Regions from separate parts of the Mus musculus genome. Here region 2 is linked to region 1. Evidence: chromatin contacts called from public HiChIP or PLAC-seq data. All regions are on one chromosome and are shown on one strand. Each heading gives the region's core, a stretch centred on a gene start, on an enhancer-like site or on the middle of the called end of the contact. The rest is flanking DNA. Distances are from core to core; before and after follow the strand shown. Region 1 holds the start of Lrrc3b (leucine rich repeat containing 3B). Region 2 has its middle 39 kb from the start of Lrrc3b.

Region 1 (6,534 bases), core at 1,760-4,259:
TGCTGTCCATGGTCACATTTCTGACAGGAAATGCACATAAATGGAAGGTCTCAACACTGAAGAAGTGAGCAAACAACAGAGCTAGAAAAGACCACATCTTATTCAGTCCACATAAGGTGTCCCCAAGAGAAATGAGCCAGCAACACATTAATGTGTATTGTATAATGTGTTGAGTATATTCAGAAAAAGACATTAATAGAGAATTACTTGCCATTTATATGCTAGGGAAATAATAATACTGTCTTTATTGCACATGTTAGTGTTCTTGAGTGCTTTTAAAGTACCTTGGAACTTCAAAATATTTCCCAGTTTCAGAGAATTAATTAGCTTCCCTATGGAGTAGCTCAGAAATGATGTTGCTGTTTTGGAGATAAGAAAGTCAAGGGGGTTTGAATTATTCATCTTTTCAATAAATTTGCAGCAAGCATATACTCTCTGCATGGACCTGACCTGCAAGTCATGGGGAGGTGAACTGATTGGCAGAAAGCAAGAGGTATTTATGAGAATACAGGGGGCGAACTAAACCTCAGAGGCAGTTAACACCATTGTAATGAATTCAGTCTTTACCATCTAAAATCATTATTAAAATCAATTATATAATATTTTTAATATATTTAATTAACTAACGATCCAATTTTTCACAAAATTAGCCCCATACTTGGAAAATAAGTTGACTCACTTGTCAACATCATTCAAACGATTAGGTTGTTCTCTTGTTTGTGTGTTGATACTTTCTGGACTAAAACGTATTACATCCTATAAAGACTGGATATGCCTGTACCACTTGCATTCCAGATGTTCATCAGGTGTCCATTATTAAGGAAAAGTCTCCCTTGCATTTGGACCTCCCTCTTCATGCGAACCAAGTCACTGGCCATGAGAAATACACAGAATCTCTGGAGAAATGCATGCATGGGATAACCACCAGCTCCCCAGCTCTCAAGGCTAGGCACAGGCCAGGCTTTCTTTGACTGAGGGTAAGCCCAGTGGTGAGTATGCTCTATAGGGGCCTCCTTGCCAAAATTCCAGCTTTAGGTTGCTTTGCAATGGCTTGCTATTACCTGGAATGCCTTGAGCAAAGGTTTTGTGAGATCAACATCTTCATATCTTAATTTTAAAACATTCTATAGATAACAGGGCTTCAGGCACCAATCTGAATTTGAGAAATGCAGCCCCACTTGAGAGGAAGGCATCGAACTATTGTAGAGATGTTTCAATTGAGAATGCAGGGCATAACTGAAGGAATTTCTTCTATATGCAAAGGATTCTATGACATACTGAATGTGAAACAATTCACTCCATTTCTAAAGGAAGTTAAACAGAAAACATCAGTAAATGCCATTTACCTCTGAAGCAGAAAGGCCCTGAAGGTTAGCATGAAGGTCAGAGATGCTAAGTTCTCTCTCTGGTTCACTAATTAGATTATAAGTAGGGCTTCCAAGAAGCTATCTTTCTCCGGTTTCATTCTTTTAATTGGACATCAGCAGAAGCAGAGGAAACAACCAATCAGCTTCTCATATTAAAGAACATCCTTTGCTGAGCCGGACTTGATTTCTGGTTGCTACAAAACAAATCTAAGTTTATAACAGAGGTGACAAACTCTAGGGCCTGTCATTTATCCTTTTTATAGCATGGGTGATACCAACATTCAGCAAGTCAAGTTGACAACTTGACGAACCAACCAAACCAGAAAGCTACTGTATAGTTTATCTGAGCCATAGTCAGACATTTGTCTTAAGTTGAACCAAATTTATGCCTTATGGACATTACTAAGAGGTGAGTGCTCCACAAGTGCTATTTCATTTAAAACACAGCATCAACCAAAGATTCAAATGTAGGATAGCATAATCAACAGTTGGAAAGACTTGGATGCAAGCCAGCTCTGTGAGATTATGTCGGGTTTCATCTTGAGCTCTGGAACTCTTTAGATAAACTTACACCGATTACCCACGGCGGAGGTCATCTATAACAGTTCAATATGTGATATTTTATTGTATATTCCTATGAAATGTTTCACTATTCATCTTGTACTCTCTTCCAACCTTCCATTGCTTATACAACCTTCCATTGCTTATACAGCAGTCTAGTGAGCATCTCTTCAGATAAATTTTGTGGATGTTCTCAGTTATTTCCTGACTTGTGAGAAGTAGAATCACTGGCACAGTATTACAGACAAATTTTATACTTTCAATGGGAATGCCAAGTTTTCCTTTGAGTAATTAGACCAAATTACATACCTGCTATTCATATATATTTATTTCTAGGTCCTGATTTCTCAGTTTAAAAGTGTTGAAAAGTGATGACAATTCAAATCCAGACTAATAAAATCATATTGTGAAATGTTAGAAATACAAGTCATAGAATATAAAGGTGTATAATGTGGAGCTGCTAGACAAATCACAGCTGCTGGGGGGACTCAGTGGTTTACAGTTTTGCAATGTGGCCAGACCCAGCATACTTCTAAACCTGCATAAAACAGCATCGTTGCAAATGGGGAAATGCTGCAAGCTTTAATATGCTTGATAGAGGTCACCAAATGATAAAGACTTTCTGGTGAGTCCCCATCTGGAATGGGTTTGTTCTAGCTGCTAGCTGCAGTGTGCCTGACTCTTGCCCTGTGCACCCAGTAAGTCATTTTTAGTTAATTAAAAATGTTTGCTTTTCCTCCCCGTTGACAGCAATGGACCTAGGCTAAACAGTTCCCTCTGGTCTCAGTAGTCAGGAAATGGAAGAAAGAATGGGGCCATAGCAACATGTCCTGGAACTGGGCAAGAGGAAGCAAGAGAGGAGGAGGAGGCTAACTAATGTTCCTAGCTCAGCTCTGCTTCTCCAGCAAAGGCTGAATGAAACTCCTCCCCTCCTTATTCAGGATCTCCAGCTAGGAGGCAGAAGAGCAGTGCCAGTTAGGTGATAGCCAGCTCCACCAGTCACGTTCACTCGCTCTAGCTCGTCCCTGAAGCCTCGCCCCTCCTCCATTCCCAGTCCAGGTTTGGAGGCGAGTCCCCTCTAGTGACTGAGCCGCCTGCACGTTGGCGAGTAGCTTTCTGCCTCCCTCGCATCTTTGTCTCCTCCTCCAGTGAGGTTCCGGCGCCCCGCACAGGGTCTGCAGCGGCCGCCGCAGCAGTAAAAGCCAAGTCGTGCCCCACACGGCAGCCCAGGGCCGCACCCTCACTCGGTGGCAGCGCGCAAAGACGCCAGCCGCGCCACGCACCGCCTGCGTCCTGCGCCCCGGCCACAGCGCATTCACGCCGCCGCGGCGGTCGCTCCGGAGCGGAGCCCGGCCGGCGGGCCGGGTCAGGGAGGGTAGTCCAGTTTGCAGTCGGCTGGAGCTAGCAGCACGCACACCCCTAGGCTTATGCATCAAACGCCTCCTCCCTGCGCCACGAGGATGGAGCAGCCATCCCAACCCAGGACTGGCGCAAGGTAAGGTGCAGCCGCCTGTTGCTTTATGCAGAGCGCGGGCTCAGCTCCCAGTCAGGGTGCTTAGGCCATCTCTCTGGGAAGCAGAGAATGGTCACCGCAGTTCTGAGCCGTGTGGAGCCAAACCTCCAGGTCTTTTTGACACAGATCTTTGGAGAGACCCTGCCTGGAGAAGGGAAGTCGACCCTTTTCGCTCTTGTGCAACCAGGTGCCTTGCAGCAGTCTGCAAACTTTTGTGACCCTCCCTTCCTGGTTCTCACCTGGTGCGGTATCTGTTCAGTTCTCGCGTGCGCCCTTCCCCCAGCTACCCTAGCCTTAAGGCATCTGCCCATTTCTCTCACTGTGTTCTTGCAGTTCGACTTTTTGCTTCCTACAGCTCCGGATTCAGAGGCAAGGGCTTAGGATCTAGTAGTGCTTCTCTTGCCTGTCGCAGATGGGAAGGGGTAGGGCTAACCAGGGGAGGTGGAACTTAATGCCACTGTTAATGTCTTCAAGAGCGGTGAGGGTCAGATCGCTCGATCCTGCCACCCCCAAATCGATAATAAAAATCCTCGGAGTGGCTTTCGGTTATGGTTATGTGCTACGGGAAATACAAGTGCTGATCTGGATGGGTGAAGTAAGTGATTTGGGGAGGAAAAATCCCTCTTGAGGTTGCCGGAGGCAGCAGAGGATGAGATCTGCCAATGGGTGAGGGGGGACGGAAAGGCTCTGCTAATGTAGGCGATGGGGCACCTCAGCGTGGCCACTGAAGAGGATTTGGAAAAGAGATTGAAGTCTGTTTGGGGGTGGGGGCGCTGGCCCAGGTGAGGGGCCAGGGAGAGGGGCTAGGTACCTGAGAAGTCCGGAGGTGGGAAGCAGCCCTGGGATTCCTGCCCCGGGGTATTTCAGAAGGCTGGCTGCTTCTGCCTAGGTTAGAAAGAGCTCCCTCGCCAGGAACAAACAAACCTCTCGGCTCTGTTCTGATTGCGTTGGCATCTTGGGCGGTGACTGAATGTTCAGATAATGGACCGAGGACGCTGTCCCTGGCTCTAAGAGGATCACAGCCCCTCTCCTCTCCGGCACCCGCTTGCTCCTACACCCCTTCATCTCCACCACCGGGTTGTAAATCTACGCCCACCTTCTCTGACAGCACTAGGGCGTTAAGGATGTGTATATTCTGGAATGGGAAGGGGACTTTTGGCCTGATCCCCAGGGGTATATGTGTGAGAAACTAAGGCGAGTCCCCAGGTGTCAGCAGATAGGCTGGGGTCCCAACAATCCAGAGAAGAATCCAGGGCAGAGGCTGATCTGGGAGACAGCTTCCCCTTGAGGCTTCAAGGTTTGCACCTAGGCTGAGGAGAGAAGGGAGTGGGGGGAGCCCTTAGCTGGGTTAGGAAAGATCTTTAGCTTAAAGCTGGAGGATGTGTGGAGAAACAGAAGGGGGTGTGCACAGCTCCTCCAGTGAGGGAAGACCTAGCTTCTCGGCCTGGTATCTGGAATCAGAGGTGGGTCTATATTAACTTACCAACTCCCCAGATATATCGTCCTGGTCGTTTCTGATGGTTTGGCAGATGCAGAGATCCACCTTTGCACCCAAGCCATCTGGTCTTCAAGACCACTTTTGGGAAGAGGCCTAGTGTGCATATTGTAAAGAAAGGGTTCTCTCTCTCTCTCTCTCTCTCTCTCTCTCTCTCTCTCTCTCTCTCTCTCTCCTGGTGGGGAACACATCACCATGTATGGGAGAGGAGGCACATAGTTCTCTTCACCCCATATCCAGGGACACTTGTGATTGAGGGCCCTGCACGTCTAGTCCCTACCTAGCCTAGTGGAGAAGCGTTTGGCGGCTGCGCTGGTGCAGGCTATGGACAGTTCTCAGGTTCTCCTTGCATAAACTTCTCATATTCTGGCTTTTTATAGAATAATCTTTCCTAGGTTGCCCTGTGATTGTCTCCCCTATTCTGCTCTAACTGGGGAAAAGCAGAATTGGAATCATTTGGTTAGGCTTAGTCAGAGCCTTCTAGAAGAGAGGTGTACTACCAAGGCCCTTGGAGGAATTCTATCACGGTCACTCCCACACCCAGGCATACCTGGGGCAGCTAGCTCCTTGCTTCAAAACAGAAAGCTGTACAACCAAGAATGGGGATACCCTCCACACAAGCTTCTGATGCATTTCTGGGGCACAAAAAGTGACCATGCCTTCACCAGCCAGACCTCCTCGCAAGTGACAGCACAGCACGCAGCTTCTTCTAATATTCCCGGATATCTGAGGTAGGACCCCACTCTGACAGGTTTCTGGGAGTTTCTAACCTGGATTTGTGCTCTCCTGCTTTTTGAGGAAATAGGGTAGAATCTCGTGGGAATTTGAGAGAATGAGTCAAAACCTCTCTGAGTGGCTTGGGCCAGTAGTTGAACCTTGTGGGGGAGACATGAGTGATAGCAGTGCCTTCTAACATTGCTTGGGTTGGTTCTGCATGCAGGGCCAGATGCTATTATGGGTATTGTATGTGCTTGTGTTACCTTTAATTGACACAATAGCCATGAAAGTGGTCTTATAGGTTTGTATAAGTGGGAACAAAATCATGGAGAAAGCCAGTACATAGAAGGGCTGGTTCCTATAGTGGGCAAGCTGTGTGCCTCAAACTCATAAGCAGATTTTGTAGTAAAGGCTGTCCACGGGGGAGAGGTGAGTGGATGAGGCCCCTTCTGCTTTAGTCTAAGCCCAGGGACACATGCCAGTAGAATCTAGGGTATGGGGGCCAATGCTGCGTGTCTCCAGAGTCAGAGTCTCTTGGAGTGCACTGGAACCCAGTCTAAGAAGCCAGCTGTTGTTGTTGAGCGTTTCCTTTCAACCTGTTAGCAGATTGTTTTTTAATTCAGGAAGAGACAGAGATGGAGACCTGTGTGTGATCTGCTTTGTGCTCAAAAGGCATTTGGAGTAGCAGTAGAATGTCCTTCTGGAGGGTGGATGAGGACATAGCACTAACTGGGAAGCCAGAGCCTGCCGCCTCTCCTGAGGAGGCCCACTGGCATGGAGTAAGGCCCCTCAGTGATGTAGTAGATTAGTAATGTGGGAACCATTGTCTTTGATACCTGGGTCCAGTGAACTTTGCTTATACATAAATACATGCCTACTTC
Region 2 (6,534 bases), core at 2,714-5,213, 38 kb before region 1:
GACATCACCTGTGGTGAATCTGCTATATCACACCACCATCATCTCAGAGTCCTGATTCAGTTATCAAGCACAATTCCTGCTTTCTAAAGGGTCCACCAATGACTTCTTTTCTCTCAACACTAAGCACTTTTCTTCAGTCAGACCCCCATCCTTATCACCTGGGCTATAACAGTTTTCCTCTTTCTGATACCTAGAAACCCTTTCTGCACCTGTAAATTCTCATCTTCAATATAGACAGAAAGACACTTCAAAGGTGTAAACATCTCTAAACCTTTTCAAGGATTTTCCTTTGTCCTGGTGCCAATCAGCTGACAGCACTCTTTTGTTAACCCAGATAGAAGTCACAAGTATGCAGGGAGAAGCTCTTCAAGTGCCTAGACAACTTCTCTATTCTTCAGTATAAGATAGCAGATTCAGGAGACTGCCTCTAGTACTATAATCCTCATTAAGACCTCAGGTATTGGCATGCTTAGTTCTACAAATGGCCCAGCTTTTGTAGGTGTATAGGTATAGAAATTTCCCAACCCTTAATAGCAGCTAGAATCAGAGTTCTTGTCCTAAGGTGTCTGATACCATCAGTCATTCAGGCTTGATAGCTCTCTGGGATTTTCTGGCCACTAGGGTTTGGATTTTTTTTCTCTGTTCCAGCCATCTGCCTTCTTTTGTTATCCCTCTAATCCACTGTCCTCTTCCTGCCATAGACACCTGGGCACCCACCCTTTGGCTGATTTTTCCATCTGTTAGCAGCCAGTTGCCTTGCTGCTTTAACAGTTTGGGCTTTTGACTGCATGGCTGTAACCACCACTGGTGCACCACTGTCATCATCACTGGTGTTCCATGGCCACCACTAGTGCTCCACTGCCACCATTGATGTACCACACCATCACTTGTCCTCCACAGCTATCATTGTGAACTGTTATCTGGTATCCTTTCTTTGTGTTACCAATTTACGCCACACTAACTGAAAACATTCAAGAAAAGACCATGTATAATAAGACCTTTACTGACCCTAACTTTGTGATACCAAGGTAGGCAACACAAAGACTGTCTGCTAGCCCATTCAACAAAGAAACCAACTATCTGACTTACACAGCTAGTTTGCTCATGACAACAAGCCAGGGCACAAAGAAAAATTTTCATTGTCTGAAAATTTCATGTGTTTGTCCCAAACATACTCGTAACTCCTTAGTATTCATAGCAATCCCTCTACAAGATCACCAGGCCTATTCACCTCTTTTGAATTAGATAGAACTGGTTGCTGGGTTGTCTGTTTTTCAAAATAGTAAAATGATGAGTACCAATGAGAAAACCATGGCTGGGCAGCCCTTTCAGGAGCTGAAATTTCTACAGTCATCTGAAGTTTTCTCAAAACATTGTTTATGGTGGCTACTGATGACACAGGGTCTCTCTCTGCAACCTGTCTCTTTGCGGGCATGCAGGTCATGAGTCTTCCTTGTCTGGCGATCAGTTCTGAATCCTTTGTATTTCAGGTCAGTTTTCTTGGTCAGAAAGTGTTCCTGACATGCATGTTCCTTACTTTAATTGACTGAGATCACTCGCTGGCTTTTCCGTGTTCATTTATTCTTAGTCTGCCACAGCAGTAGTTCTCAACCTCCCTAATGCTACAACTCTTTTACACAGTTAACTCATGTTATGGTAACCCTAAACCATAAAATTATATTAGTTGCTACTTTATACCTGTAATTTTGCTAATGTTGTGAAACATAATGAAAATATTTTTGTCTTGGTGGTTTTAGGCAAACCCTGTGAAAATGATTTTTGAACCTAGCCTGGGGCGGTGACCCACAGGTTAAAGACTAATATTCTACTGTTACAGGTATCTTATAAAAGTACAATCTTAATGAATGAGGATTAGTCCCAAGGTGCCATGAAACTGAAAAATGAGGACAGATAAGCCTGGGATTTTCAAGAGATCCAGTGGGGTCTTTGTAATTTGGGTCATAGAAGGTGCTGGCTTATGGGTTAGAGAAAAACTGATGCCAACCTGACTGAAATGTATCTGGCTCATTTTCAGCTGACATCATTGTCACACATATCCCAGAGGCAAGACTTCACCCACCACTGTAATGACTTTTATCTATTTATAGTTTGCTGAGAAACTACGTGGAAAAACTGGCAAGAGTTGGCTATCTTGGTGATTATGGCTCAAAGCAGCTCTAGTCACATCAAATTTAACCCACATGTAGGTCATCTTCTGCCCTATCTCTATACACCATTCAATCTAGTAAAGTTCAGTTCTATGTAAGGGAATCAATATTAGTACATTGCAATACAATATACCAGTCATAATACCAGAGTTAGCAAAAGTTTACCGAGTATCTATTGTCTCTTTCTAACATGTAATGTTGACATTATCTTCATATTGGCAATGGTATTTGAGAGGATTCAATCAGTATATCTTTGAGAATAGGAAGTTATGGAGATTCTATAACTGCCTCAAGGCCACTGCACTAGCAGTGAATAGGTAAATAGAAAGGCAAAAAGATAACTATTATATATATATATATATATATATATATATATATATTGCAATATTCAAGGCATACTTCAATAGAAATGTATCTGAATGTCACCATCATAAATATTTGACAACATGCTGACAGCAAGAGTTCTGGCCAGAGACCTTTCCTAAAGCAGAAGCCACCAGCACCCTAGGTTTCTCTTTTTTACTGTCAGACTGAAACTGCAATCTTGGAACCTCTGGTTGCTAGGGCTTCCTGTCCCATGAAGCAACTGTTGTACTTGCAGGGACTTTACAGCTTAGGATTTAGACCAGTGCTGGGAGCATTGTGCTGGTTGCCCTAGGCAGTATGCTAGTAGAAGCAAATTGCATTCCCCTCATATTAGAAAATGTCTTTCATTATCTGTCCTGAAGCTCACTGCAGTGGAATAGCATTGAGTTTCATTCGCATTATCTCATTTCTGCATATATCCACTCAGGGATGGCTAGCCAGTCCTTATAAAGTAAGGTATGTTTCTTAGCCCTATTTTATAATTAAGGAAACTAGCACTCACAGTGTCCAATGTCACACAACTCCTTGTGGCTTGGAGTGAGAAATTGACTCTGAATACTTGGTTCCAGAGCCAATGCTTAGCCCCTGAAGCACCACACTTTCCAGTGCAGAAACCTCAGACTGCAAGAGTCAGAGCACATGCCCTAGACTCACCAGGTCCAGCTGCAAACTCCTACTCCTCCAGTTCCAATAATAACTTGGAGAGCTTTTCATCACTCTGAATTTCTCTGACATGGAAGAGTGATGTACACTCTACAAGGTGCCATAGTGGAGAGAGTTTATTCTCTATTTTGCCATAAACAGGACTTACCCCTAAAAACTTCAAGGAGCAATCCCTTGGGCACCTGCCATGTGTTTCCTGTAGTTTCCATATCTCTGGTGAGTTTTGAATTTGGACCTCCTAAGTGGAATTACTGGGGAATGGGAGAAGGAAAGAAGATGAAAATTTGAAGCCAGTAAAGAGAGGCTTTTTTTTTTTCTATTTCCACCTCTGTTTCTTTCTCCTTGTACTTATCTAGAACCACATCAGACCTGATTCTTACAGACGGTGGGCCTGGGAAAACAAATCCTACTTCTATCAGCTGTTACCACAGCAAAACCTTACACAGTGCTTGACACATGGATATTTAGCACAGGATAGATAAACTTGGAAATCATGTTAGTCTATTAAAACTGTAAAAAGCAATATATACCATCACATTTCTGTAAAACAAGGCCTGCACTCTGTGTATTTTTATACCTCCCCAACATGCTAATAATAAAGGTTTTATGTGTGTGACTTGGAAGAATGAATGAATAAACAACATTTTTCTAGAACTCCAGGCAAAGGCCCCTGCCAATTTCCTGCTTAGATTCCATGTCTAGTGCTTCACCCCCCACAGGCTTCATCACTGTAGTTACTCATGTTGAAAACTAAGATGACACTCCTGTTTTAGAAACACTCTAGTCTCCTATTGCTATTTTTAAAAAGGGTCAAGTTCAATTGTGGGTATGAATCCGTGTGAGGGACAGCAGGACTTTATTATTTGTGTAGTGTGAAATGATTCCAACATTTATGGTTCATTTCTTTGCTTTCTCTCTTTATCGAGTTTTCTGTGCCCAAGCTAGATCTCGATATCTCTCTCTCTCTCTCTCTCTCTCTCTCTCTCTCTCTCTCTCTCTCTCTCTCTCTCTCTCCATCCCTCTCCCCCTCCCCATCCCCCCTCTCTCTTTGGATTATACATTATACCCTGACCAGACAGAGTTATGCAAAGCACTTGGAAGGATACAAGCAGAATTAATTTTATGTAGTCCTCTCTTTCATTTCTGTGGTATCTGTGTTAAGAAAATGAAAAGACAAGCAACAAAACTTATGCTGAACATTTTGAACTCAGGTATGTCAGATTAAGGAGGAGATCTTGACCAGGGAAGCTGTGAGATTCCTTTAAAGCAGTATCTTTTGACCCTAGTCTGCAACTCTGTCTTGGCCTTTGTCTTTCTGTCTTTGTCTCTGTCTTTCTGACTGTCTGTCTGTCTGTCTTCATTCTTACCCACTTTTTTACCCCAACATTTCTCTGTCCTGTTCCCTCTCCCTCTCTTAATTTTCTCCGTGAGATCACCATTTTACCGTGAACAGGGATAGGTCCTGAGAGGCAGAGCTACTGACTTTCTTCTGGGAAGCTTCATGATGTTTCCATCCCAGAGCAGCATGTGTACACAGCTTCTGATTTGTGAGAGAGGTCATCAGCATGTCATTTTAATCTGGTAAGAGTTATGGCAGTTTGTTATACAACAGCAGTTAACTAACATAGTGTGCTGCTTAGTGCAAGGTAGAAGCCAGCAGACCAGGAAACATCACTTGCCAGCTATGACTGCAGCATACTAGACACATTCCTTAACTCCATGAGCCCTAAGTTTCTCCAAAAATACAAACATCACCTTACTGTACCCATCACAGAAAGAGATGATTAAATTTGGATAGATGAACCCATACACACTCCTCATGAGGGTTGCCTTGTGTTTCAGTGTTCCTTCACTCAGGAGTAAGCTACGGAATGCATAAGATTAGTTTAAGTATCAACGAACAACTTTCTATCTGCATCTAGAATACAGATAGGAATCTAGTGAGCATAACACAGACATTATGGAAAAAAGTATGGAGAGTCCTCAAAATTAAAAAAATAATTATGTGAGTTAAAAGTAGAACTTCCAGGAGCTCAAGAAACACTCTAATTGGGAAACAGCCTAAGCTTCCATCAACAGACAGATAAAGCCCACTCCCATCCCTACCTGTTTCACCCACCTTGGGCAGCAAGAAAGACACAACATGGTCGGATTCTTCTCAACAGCCTTTATTGCAGGAACGCCTTGATGCTGCTATGGGGACGCCGGGCACCCAGGGAGGCCTGCTTATATGCACCCCAGCACAGGGAAAGGCTTCATGTACTCCTGGGATAGGTTGAACCCCTGTCACCTAATTAGCATGTACCTGCTCAGGAGGGGTTGGTGCCAGACTCGGGCTTACATCTGTGCAGTGGTGTTGTTTATGACAACGGCACACTGGAAACCGGTGCCATCTTAGAGTTGGCTTCCTACATCTCCCCCTTTTTTGTTTAATAATATGATGCTGAACTAGGTCTGGGCAAATCTGTCCATCGGACATGGCTCCTGTCTTAGGTCCATCCTCTAGCCTTACCTGTCATAGGGTTGCCCTATCGCCTCCAGGCCTCGTATCTTAGGTTGGTCTGTGCACAAGGAAAGTTGCCCATCTCTGGATATCGTATCGTAGATCTGTGTGATTACAACTGCCAGTTGACCTATGGCAAACTCTTAATTTTTCAAAGAGGCCAGCCAAATATTGGGAGATGTGCCATCTTCGACGGCAATCATGGCCTGATATACCACAGCCTTGTATCTGGCATGATATCTCTTAAGTCGACATACAAGTGAAAGGCAGAAACCACATCCCAGGAGGACCACCAATCCCCAGGCTAACATGTCAGCCCACTCCTTTAAAAAGGAAAAAGGCATTGGTGATCCAAGCAGTGAAGTCTCCAAGGGTGACAGGGTCCATTCTAGTGCTATTAAGAGCAGCTATTTGCAACAGCAGTCGGTATGATAGTTGTTCAGCTTCCAGGGACCAGCTTCCCTTCAGGTAATTTGAAATTTCTCAGCTCTGTTGAGAAGACTATGAAAAGTTAGCTTGCAGAGGGATAATACACAAACCTCTAAGGGAGGAAACACAAGATAGCTGAATCATATGATATAAATCCTCAACCTGTTCCTGAACCAAGTCTATCCTTTGATTGGCTAACAGAATGCCAGATGCCAAATGCATATTAAATTCTTCTTGTATTCCCAATGCTACTGCAGTTTTCTCAACAATTTGATTAACAGTCTCAGCGTTTGTACTTGATTGGCCATGGCCACCGCAGCTGTAGTAGCTGCAGCAGCAGACACCACAATAGTTGAGATAATAGCTGCTGAAATTCCAAAATCCCTTTTTGTTCTAAACAAATTA

Evidence for each region. HiChIP or PLAC-seq counts read pairs in DNA pulled down with a chosen protein or histone mark.
Region 2: a contact with region 1 is called in an H3K27ac HiChIP or PLAC-seq map of heart atrium, with 6 read pairs. The contact joins the enhancer-like site here to the promoter of Lrrc3b in region 1. A contact is called at or near these places in 15 of 484 Hi-C or Micro-C datasets (the 63-12 cell line, the Ba/F3 cell line, the G1E-ER4 cell line and 6 more), 2 of 115 datasets of contacts at active chromatin or transcription factors (embryonic stem cells and heart atrium) and 2 of 9 other capture datasets (adipose tissue and liver).

What each region holds. Positions count from the first base shown.
Region 1 is chr14:15,435,462-15,441,995 of GRCm38.p6, reverse strand. It overlaps Lrrc3b (leucine rich repeat containing 3B), which reads left to right and starts at 3,009. Exons shown (of 2, transcript NM_146052.4): 1 at 3,009-3,423. It overlaps B230110C06Rik (RIKEN cDNA B230110C06 gene), which reads right to left and starts at 4,373. Exons shown (of 3, transcript NR_152122.1): 1 at 4,253-4,373.
Region 2 is chr14:15,474,545-15,481,078 of GRCm38.p6, reverse strand. No RefSeq gene overlaps it. Among named protein-coding and RNA genes, the nearest start is that of Lrrc3b, 39 kb to the right of the region's middle. Within about 2 kb of position 3,963, at least 3 of the 459 cell types and tissues checked have an H3K27ac peak or open chromatin away from gene starts, as enhancers often do. A contact at or near this core is called in heart atrium, where this site is marked.